2 separate regions of the Sorghum bicolor genome follow, and region 1 is linked to region 2. Evidence: chromatin contacts called from public HiCAR-type data. All regions are on one chromosome and are shown on one strand. Each heading gives the region's core, a stretch centred on a gene start, on an enhancer-like site or on the middle of the called end of the contact. The rest is flanking DNA. Distances are from core to core; before and after follow the strand shown. Region 1 holds the start of LOC8076715. Region 2 holds the start of LOC8061965 (amino acid permease 1).

Region 1 (5,664 bases), core at 1,174-3,673, 230 kb after region 2:
TCTAAGCAAGAGGTGACTGATGCCAAACAGAAACAGTTTGCTCATGCCAAGATTCAGACTAAGTCAGTGATTCTATTCTAAATGAGCATTCCAAATCCAAATGCCAAAAGAGATTGCAAAAGAGCAGCAATAATTCAGTGATTCTTTTGCCGAGCATGCAGACTCGAATGCCGAGCATGCAGACACACAAAGAGCATCAAGTCGAGATTTCCAGCAGCCATGCATGCTGCATTCGATCCATACAGTAACTGTAGGCAAGGCAAGCGGATGCATCAGAACTGAGCAACTAATGGGTTGCATGCAAAAGAGCAGCAATACTTAAAAAGCAATCATCATTTCAAATTTCAAATCCAAATGGTAGTAGAAGTCATAGTCATGATTGATAAATCAAATATGAGCAAGAACGACTCTGTTCATTATGCCAAACAGTTAAAGCAATCTGGCATGAACATAGTGACTAATGCCAAACAGAAGCATTAACTGTTCATGCCAGATTCGACTATATATAAGTGATTCTATTCTAAATGAGCATTCCAAACCCAAATGCTAAAAGAGCAGCAATTAATGGTCAAGCAAGCAATCAACAATCAGTGTTCCAAAACAAAATACTGTCGAAAGTTATAGTCATGATTCAGACTAATTCAGACTAATTCAGTGACTATTCTATCATCTATACACGCTGTGCAGCTGTAATCCTTGCGTGCATAACAGAGTAGTACATAACACATTTCTCAATGATAAGAGAAAGGCATGAATCGGAGAAGCATGCACGAGGATCTCTTTCAATCTGAACAAAGACAGTAAGCATGCCAACTAAAACTGGGAAATAAACCAGTTCAGATACTACTGTAACTAGCATGCACATAGGCCAATATGAATTAATGTTGGCAACGTCCTAGCCAGCCTAGGTATGAGTATGATCTGCCGAGCATGGAGACACACAGAGAGCATAAAGTCGAGAATTCCAGCAGCTATGCATGCTCCATATATTCGATCGATTCAGTAAACGCAGGCAAGGCAAGTGGATGCATCAAAACTGAGCAACTAATGGGGATGATGTACGCGCGCATACCATCAGCTGCTGCAGAGTCATGGTCGCCCGGAAGCATGGGTGGCGGTGGCGGCAGCTCCCAGGCATCGACGATGGGGCGGGAGGATTGGAACCTGAGTTGATCACGGTCTATCAGGCACTCCTTGCAGGCGACGACATTCTTCTCGCGCATGTCGAAGCCGAAGAGCTTCGAGCCCTGGAAGAAGTAGACGACGTAGTGGTTGTTGGGGTCGACGAGGGCGACGTGGGGCACCTCGTCCGGCAGCAGGCCCGCGTCGGTGTAGGTCTTGTTCACCCAGATTTCGGCGAAGGCCACCTCGTACTCGAACGTCCATGCGTCGGGGCCCTCCGGGTCGTCGAGCGTCCACATCCAGACGGTGAGGTCGCTAGCCGCGGGTGCGTCGGGGTGCTTGTCGTAGGAGAGGCCGCGGATCTCGACGAAGCGAAGCTTGCCCTCACTGGGCCTGACGCAGCGGCGCTGGTCGATGCGGGTCCTGATGCGGGGGTCGAAGACGACGTCGTGGCGCTCCATCGTCTCGCAGGCGGCCGGGAGAGGCACGAAGCGCAGCTCGGGGCTCCCGACGAGGGGCGTGCAGGGGTCGCAGAAGAACACGCCATAGGCGAGGGCGAGCCACCAGAGGCGGCCGTCGTGGGCGAGCACGCCGGTCTCGGAGAAGGGGTTGCGCATGCGGACATCATGACGCCGCGCCGGGGTGATCTGCTTGGTGAACCACCGGCTTTCGGCGGTGGAGTAGCAGACGAGAACAATAATCATCTTGCTGGGGTGGTCTTTAGAGGTGATGGGTTGGAGCTGGGCGACCACGTAGTGGCCGTGGTGGTGCGGGTCGGTGATGAGGCCGATGCTGATGTTGCGGCGGATGTCGAGTCCGGAGGAAACCGGGGGGAGCAAGGTGACGGTACGCCTGTGGGTGTCGCATAGGAGGAACTGCGGTCGGTTGCCTCTGACGACCTGGAGGAGGATGCAGGCGGAGCGGTCGGCGGCGGCGAGGATGTAGCCGTACAGCGGCTCGTCGTTGCGCCTGGGGTCGGGGGCGACGCCGGGGTGGAGCACTTGTAGGTAGGAGGGCAGCGGCGGGTCGTTGAGGTCGACCATCACCTCAGTCCCGACGGCGATCTCCTTGGCCCGCTCGTCGTCGTTGCCGAGTAGGACGGCGACCGAGACGAGCGCCACCCACTTGCGCTGCTGCTCCGACTCGGGCTCCTGCTCCGCTTCCTGGCCGCCGGCACGCGACGACTCCGGCACATCTGGCGCCGACGACGCCATTGCTGGCGGCGAGGCGCTGCACTGGTTTGGGGGTGCTTGGGGTGGGAGGGGGGCGAGTCTGTTGTGTTGGTTTGATTTGAATTCGTGATCGGCGCTGGCTGCTCCAGGAGGAAGGGGATGAGGACTTTATAGACGGACGGCGGGGTGGGCGTGGTGCGCTGCGCATCCACGGCAGCAGGCGACGGGACCCACACCCACGGCGACGTTCATTCCTCTGCTCCTGCGAACAACATTCCCAAGTCCCAACCGCCTCTTGCACAGCACGGAACAGGGTGGGGTCCACGTGAGGTCACCCGAGGAAGGATCTGGAATTCTGGATGCAAGCGGTAGCGAGGGGCGATCGCCGGAGATCGTATCACGAGTGTATGCATCCCTCTAATGGGCCGTGCCGTACACATGAGTCCATGAGCATTAGTATTTTTTTTTTGAAAATTTCCTACGGAGTCTTAGGGGGTGCATGTATCGTAGCATTTTTGTTTTATTTGGCAATTATTGTTCAATCAAGGTTTAAAAGACTCGTCTCGCAAATTACTCTTTGGATGTATTTTTTTTATTTCATAAATAGTTTAGAGCATCTCCAACAGTTTATCAAAATTCACTTGGCAAATGTTGTATTTTGGCAAGTTGCTAAAAAAATATACCAAGTTAAAAAGAGGTTCTCCAACAGTTTCTTATTTTTAACTTGCTAAAACAAAAAAAAATAAAGAGCCCACCAGGGTTGTTGACAGGTATGATCTATTCCCCTCTGCGCCGTGAAGGGCCGATCCTCGCGCGTGTACGCCGCCGCACAAACTTCTCACGATGGATGAATCATTTAGGTCCAGCAATCATTTGAATCAAGTTTTTTTATGCACCGTCGACGCCTGCTAGGGAGCTGTGAATAGAAGTTGTCAGCCAGCAGCAAGTGCAAAGAGCATACAGGAGCATGCCCATCCATAGATACAGGAGATAGAAAAATATACACAGTGCCATGATCAGGTACTACAAAGAACAGAAGTTATCGGCCACCAGCAGCTTGATCGTGCTCGTCCATCGAGTAGACGAGTACCTGCCAGCAACCAATCCAAATGAATACACTATGAGTAGCTGACAGATCAAAGACAATATAGGATCATGGATCAGTGATTGGGAAAACAAGATGAACCCGGCCATCTCTCTCCAAGCCGGCCATGTACTACTCGGCCATATACAATGATAGGATATATGTATTTCCATTGTATTTCTAGATTTATCTTTGTAAAGAAAAACGGGCCACAAAACATCATGTGATGTCATCTAAGCAAAGATCGATGTCATCAAACTAGCAATTGGAACAATGATGGCAGCAGCTGAACACGAAGAAGAAGCCAGGCTAGGCGATCGAGACGGCATGAAGTTCGGGAAAAGATGAAGTAGGCTATCTGCTCGCGACCGCGACGAGGAGCTGGTCGGACAGACCGGAGATGATTGCGGTGCCCAAGAGCTGATCATCGCGGCGGCGGGTAGGAGCAGATCGGCCGCCGTGACCTGATGGCGCTATCGTGAGGAGCTGATCGTGGCGGCGGACCGGAGCAGATTGGCCGGGACCTAATGGTGCTATCGCGAGCTGATCGCGGTGGCGGGCAGGAGCAGGTCGGCCGGGACCTGATGGCGAGAGTGGTGACGAGAAGGAAGACGATGAGATCGCGAAGCAGGAAGTTGATGTCGGGGAAGAGCCGCGGAATTTTCACCACGCGCGCGGGAAGGGAATCGGCGACGTCTGCGCTCGCGATGGCAAGCCGATACGCGCGCGTATATTTGCGCACGCGGCATCGAGGTTTGGCAAGTTGACAAGAATAGCAAGTTGAATTGGCAAACTGTTGGAGAGTGATTTTTCTTGATTTTGCCAAATTTTTAAGGATGGCAAACTCAATAGCAAACTGTTGGAGATGCTTTAATACTCTATATATGTGTCCAAATATTCGATATGATAGGTATTAAAAAAAACATGATGAACCAAACATGCCCTTAATTGTTTTGTTCTCTACACCTAACTAGTACGCGAAAGTTTTCCAAGATGGAGAAAATGTGTTGGGTATGTAGACTACAGTTAGGTAAAAATTCACAGTAGCTAGATATATAGTGAAGATGTTCATATTACAAGTGTTGGCTTCTACGTGGAAGGTTGATATGTCGTGCTTGCGTTGGTGCTTCAAGTGCTGGAATTGCTTTTGAAACTCCAAGCGCAGGAATAATGTTTAGAACCTCAGGTGCTGAAATCACGTTGTTGGCCTCATAGTTGTCCTTGTCAGACTATTATTTTCGCTGAAGTTTGACTTATACTGATGCTTATACTGAGATGTTGTGAGACAAAAAAGTTATACGTTCACTGAAAAATACTGCTGAAGCAGTGTTGATCATCGGCCTTGTTTAGTTCGCCAATTTTTTTAGATTTGGCTACTAGCATTTTCATTTTATTTGTCAATTAGTGTCCAATCATAGACTAATTAGCTAGGGTTAAAAGATTTGTCTCGTAAATTTTTTTGACATTAAACAAGAGGGGCGCACCCCTACTGGTAATATTGATAAAAAGGGTACATTCCAGGGAAACAAAACAGGAGCCTAATAAGCCTAAGAAAAGGGGTTCAAGAAAAAAAAAAGGAAATGAAGCAGATGAGGTCCAAAACGCAGATTAAACAAGGGTGTTTAACCATAATTCTACTCTCGGAAAGTAACTTCGCTTTGCACAGAACAAAAGCAGCGCAAACTCTATTTTGAAAGTCCCTTTTGCTTGCTGCAATGAAGGTGGCCTGTTATTGAAAATGAGTCCATTTCTCATTTGCTAAATTGTCCAACACATGATTATGATGACCTCCATGAAGAAAGGGACTTGGAGCTGGTCTCTGAAACTTTCCAAGCAAATCAGTCACTCCCCTTCCAACAAGCTGTTGCAAAAAGGGCATCCTGGAAGACCGATTCCTCAGTTGTCTGATTACAGAGCACACAATTGTAATCTGGCAGTTCCATGTGTTTTCTTTTGAGTAGTTCTCTGGTGCTCAATCGGTCTTTTAGGATCAACCAAGCAAATACCTTGTGTTTGTTTTGACAGGAACTCTTCCAAATCCATATGAAACCCGGGTGGATTGTCCTGTGACCCTTTAGGTGTCGATAAGCTCTGGCAACCGTGAATTTCCTGGAATTCCATAAAGATGTCCAAATATCATTGTTGTCATGCAGATCATGCTGTAAATGGGTTAACTGTCCAAAAGCTTGCTGAGAGAGAGAGAGGCAAGTGAAAGAGGTTCAAAATATTGTCACTGGTTTTAGCTTCAGCTAGGATTGTATTCCTTGATTTGGTGAAAGAATATAA
Region 2 (5,209 bases), core at 2,335-4,834:
CCAGAGCCCAACATGCTAACAACAGCAGACGTTAACAACACAAATTAAGGTTTAGTACCATATCAGTACCTTAACAATGCTTGTACCTAGGAGGACCTACAAAAGAAACCACAAGTGCAACCTTGATTCTTACTCACCTGGACCGTGTCTATGGTTGATCAATAAGGGTATTGGCCTAGGTTTAGTAGCTTTCATTGCACCTGGAAAGAGCGCTTGCCTACCATCTCGTCAAATAGGGAGTGAGCGTCATAATTTATTATGGTAGAGGAGGTACGCGTTCGCGCGGTTCCTTCCTACCAATAGTTAAGTTAATATTTAAGAAAACTATATTTTCTTATTTAGAACACATGAAGCGTATGACGAAGCGACCGACCAACATGTCCAGGCGTGGTGGCCTCGAGGTTCCGATATAGGGGCCTCGACTTCCTGTCCAACACCGACATCCTCCCGGCAGAGAAGGAGCTCTTGGTGGCGTAGCTGTCGACCGGCAGGGACTTCGCGAGCGCGGCCTTGGCGGCGCCCCTGGCCGGCGAGCGACGCCCACGTCCCCGCCGCCGTACGCACGGTGCAACGGGAGAAAAAAAACTATCAAATCTATATCTCTATCTCTATTACCTAATAAAAAACATGGAGTCAACATTTAGTTTACTCGTCATTGTTACAACTTTGAGCCTGTTTGTTCGGTGCGACTATGCCATGAGCACTTTGATCTGTTGTACAACATCATTAGTGCAGCAGGTTTATTTTAGCTGTGACTGATAAAGCAACTTTATTAATGCTAAAGCGGAAGTTACTTTGATAGAACAATTTCTTCTGCTGTTGAAAACAACGAATAGTGTAGAATTATCCTCCTATTTATTTTTCTTAATTAATTAATTAATTAATTATTTTTCAACTTATTTTATTTCCTTCTTTTCTCTCTCGCCTATCCGTTGCACGCACAGAGTCACCACACAACCTTATCTTCATCCACCACACGCTCACACAACTCGGCTCTTTCATCTCCATCTTTCTTCCATGGTCGTCCTTGTTTCTTTCTTCCTTGGCGGCCCGCCTTAGGTTGGCTACAACACCCAGTGCGCACCTCTCGCATCCATCCACCTAGAGCCACGACCTACACGGGGGAGACCCATGCTCTAGCCCGCCCAGAGCCATAATGAGCTGCCGCCGTCGCTATACTTTTTCACCCGTTGCAATGCACAAGTACTTTTACTAGTTTTTATAAAACGATGTTACTGCACAAATAATTCTCTCATACAATGCAAAATGTTAAGTGTCAGGGTCCAAGTTAAAACTACTATTTATGCCATTGCAAGAACCAAGAGAATAATCTAGGACCTATGATCATTTTTTAGAAAAATTTGAATAAAATAGATATAACAAGCACTAGAGTTTCAACGGAACAAGCAATAGAGTTTCTACCTTGTCTTCAACCTCTAGCTCTTCACTGTTTATAACACACCGCAACTCTTGATTCATCGTTAAGTTGTCCTTCTCCGACCACCCCCACTCGAGTCTGCCTCCTCCTCCGACCATGCTCAGGTCCCATCGTGGAGATTGCTTTGGCTTCGAAGCGCCTGACTTTGCTAAGGAAGAAGTAGAGAGGTTGTGGTTTGTGTGTTGTGTTACACTATGAGGAGAGCAGGGCTAGCGCGCTAGCCATGGCGTGGTGACGGTAGTGGGGCGGGTGATGAGGGTCATGTGGCCTTCCATGTCTGTGTTATTCACTAGCTACGACATCTTCACCTCTGTGACAGCATTGCTAGTGCTGCCATTCTTGGCAACGGTGCAAGCGCCGAGGCAATGTCGCCGAGGGCATTGCGCATGCTTGTGGCGCGGCTCCACTCGTTATTTGTTGTCGCGGGGGTCGCGCCCTTGCCCATCTTTGCGCTGCTCGTGGCCAAGATGTCGTATACCATCTTCATGTTTGCGACCACATTGCCCTTCATGCTCACCTTCCTGCTGCTTGCCAAGGCCTGTATCACTGCCATGCTCTCGATCGAACGACAGCGACGCATCGCCACCTCTGCCTTGGTGGCACCGACTGCTCCCCGTCACCGCACTCCCACCACGCAGGGCCATCGCTCGCATGTACCCAATGCCACTTGCCACACATCTCCTTAATGCCTTCCTCATGCTCTCCACGATGGGACCTAGGCAGGGGTAGGCGAGGTCAGAGGAGGAGGCGGACCAGGGTGGGCAGGTGGTTGAAGAAGGACAGGCAGCGATGAATTAGTGGTGTGACGGTTTGTTATGGCAAATAATCAGTGAAAAACCGGAGATCGAAGACAAGGTTAGAACAGATATTTTCCTAGTCTTCTGTAATGAAATCTGAGAAATAAATAAACTAAATACTACGGTGTGTTATGACAAATGTACGTAATTTTATAGTGGTACTTGACATATTTCGTGTTGGCTGTGTGTTTCGGTCAATTTTCGTTTGAATGGTGTCTTGCAGACTGCGTCCACATGAAGCGGGCACAGCAGAGTGCACCCTATCGTGCTAGTAACCAAGGTTCTGGGATTCTTTTTGAAAAATTTCCAAGCCTACCAAATTAGACGAAATCCATAAAATTTGGACTAGTATTCAGTCAAATTTTGAATGAAAATTGTTTAAATTTGAACAAAATTTCCACAGTCAGTCAGAAGTGGCAGTGGGCTTGGAGAGGACAGCGTAGACGCGTAGGTGGTGATGAAGATGCATGGCGACGATGCGGTGGTGGCAGCAAGAGGCGCAGGATGGCAGTGACGACATGTCAGCTAGGCACGGTGAAGGTGCGACAGCGGGCGTCGGCCAGGGAGCAGCCATGGCACGTGGAGCGGCGTTGAGGAGCATCCATGAGCGAGCGAGCTCGGATGTTGGGGGAAGCAACCACGTCGTCTCTCACGGTTGCTGCAGGAGTGTGAGGAAGGTTTTCAGCTGGCGGCAGCTCGCAAGCTAGCAAGCGACGGTTGGGACCGTGAGGAAGGTTAATTTTCAGTGTCGTGGGTTCTTTGCTGGGCCATAGAATGGGCTGAAAATTTAAATCGGGCCGAAATATTTTGACCAGTTTAGTTTTATCTCAGGCTAGACCAAAATGGACGAATTTCGGTGACCGAAAACCCTGCTAGCATGAAACCTAACACGGTGGTATTTGCAGGGTCTGTTGTGTGTCGACTGCGAGAGGGAGAGACACAGTTCGTTTCACTTTCACACCCATCAAGTTTTGGCCCCCATATCACTAACGTGGCGCTCGTCGGCGAGGAGGGGGTCTCCTCATTTTTTCAGCTATATATAGCCCCATTCATTGGCTCCCTGCGGCCCCTATTCCCTCTCCAACTCCAAGTGCTCCAGACCCACCACCGTGCCGCGCTCGGCGGACTCTCTGCTGCCTGCCTGCCATCTCGTCGTCACCCACCGGCGCGCAGCGAAGCCAGCCAGCGAGCGAGAGCAAGCAAGCACGCGCCAGACAGCAGCAGATCGAGGTTCCTGCATATCTCAGCGCTCGAGCACAGCGACTAGCCGCCTCTGCCCGCGCGTGCAGAGAGAGACGAACAGAGAGAGAGAGAGAGAGAGAGAGAGAGAGATAGCGAGGTGGTGATCCATGGTGGGAAGGATGCGCGGCGGAGCCATGGATTTCGAGGACCGCCTAGCGACCCTCCCCCGCGTCCGCGGCGACCGCGACGACGACGGCAACGAGACGAGGACAGGTACGTCGAAAGCATCGATCCATCCCTCACCACAGAGCTAAAAATATACTTAAAAATGGCATGCATGGTTTCCTGCTCGCTCGCTTCTTGTTCATTGTTCCTTGAATGTTTCGCGTGCGTTGGGACTGCGCGCGGCGGTGTCGTCGTTCCGTGATTCGCCCTGGCTGTGCAGATAGGAGTATTTGGAGGCGAAACCAAACATTTCCACGCCGAGAATTAAATCGGGTGCTGGTCGTCTCCTACTCCCTACTATCGATAGAGTTTCGATCAGCATGCACACCTCCACCTACTGCATGCTAATAATAACCCACTGTATTACAGCTTGGGTTTATTTCTAAATCATTATGCCGGGCATTATATTACGATTCTTTCTAGTATCTATAAAGGAACAAAAAAAGATGGAAATAGACTGACATTTGAGAGCATGGATGAACACTAGTATATATATACTGTCCATCATTCTCTTCAACATATTTGACAACAAGAAATGATTGGACTTCATCAAATGTATTTTCTTGGCATGTTGTCCGGTTGTGGAGGCCTGGCTCAAAATATTTTGAGCACACGAATTTGTAGAGTATTCATGCACTGATTCTTCTGTTATTTAAGGAAGGGAAGTAATAAGCTGATAAACTTATTGTGCCTGCCTCACTGGCGCCCTGCGTGCATGAGCAAGAACCAGCACATCATGTGTGCCCAGCTGGTGATTTTAATTTAAAGCTGCCAAAAATAGGAGTGAAAGCTAGTATTGTGGTTTACTGTTTTGTTTCCACTTGTACTCTTTCCAAATTCCTATTTATGTGTTCTTGGATGAGCAGAATTAATTATATGTGAGGATTTAACTCCATTCCACACTCATCCTTAGGGCACTCCCACAATGCTAGAAACTACCTATTAATTTTTATAGACACTATATATAGAAACTATGGTCTCAATTGATAGTTTCTATAAAATATTTTTCTATCCAATCATATTTATTCGCTCTCCATTCTTAGCCAATCATATCACTTCATGTCTTGGATTTTGTGTAGACATGGTTTCTAACTTAGACCTAGGCCTTGTTTAGTTCACCTTGAAAACCAAAAAGTTTTCAAGATTCCCCGTCACATCGAATCTTGTGTCACATGCATGAAACATTAAATATAGACGAAAACAAAAACTAATTACACAGTTTAGCTGTAAATCACGAGACGAATCTTTTGATCCTAGTTAGTCCATGATTGGATAATATTTGTCACAAACAAACGAAAGTGCTACAGTACCGAAAACTTTTTACTTGCTCTCTCTCTTCAATAACTCTCTTGCCACATAGCAAAATGCTTAGGTGGCACTGCAATTAATATCTATAGAAACCACGATGTTTTCTGCATTGGGAGTGCTCTTATTACTGCCAAATTTGCCACATATATCCTTAGATTAGTTAGATTTACTCTACTTAACAAAATAATCTACTGGCACTCACTTGGCCTTGAGCTTCGATCGAGTTGACTCCTTTCCAAACTATATATTGTCATTGTCG

The links. HiCAR-type assays count read pairs that join an accessible place to other places.
Region 1: a contact with region 2 is called in a HiCAR-type map of leaf, with 3 times the contacts expected there. The contact joins the promoter of LOC8076715 here to the promoter of LOC8061965 in region 2. A contact is called at or near these places in 2 of 4 Hi-C or Micro-C datasets (both in leaf) and 1 of 1 datasets of contacts at active chromatin or transcription factors (leaf).

What each region holds. Positions count from the first base shown.
Region 1 is chr10:49,331,199-49,336,862 of Sorghum_bicolor_NCBIv3, forward strand. It overlaps LOC8076715, which reads right to left and starts at 2,424. Exons shown (of 1, transcript XM_002438520.2): 1 at 545-2,424. The coding sequence starts at 2,336. The coding sequence ends at 972.
Region 2 is chr10:49,097,764-49,102,972 of Sorghum_bicolor_NCBIv3, forward strand. It overlaps LOC8061965 (amino acid permease 1), which reads left to right and starts at 3,585. Exons shown (of 3, transcript XM_002437103.2): 1 at 3,585-3,690. The coding sequence starts at 3,585.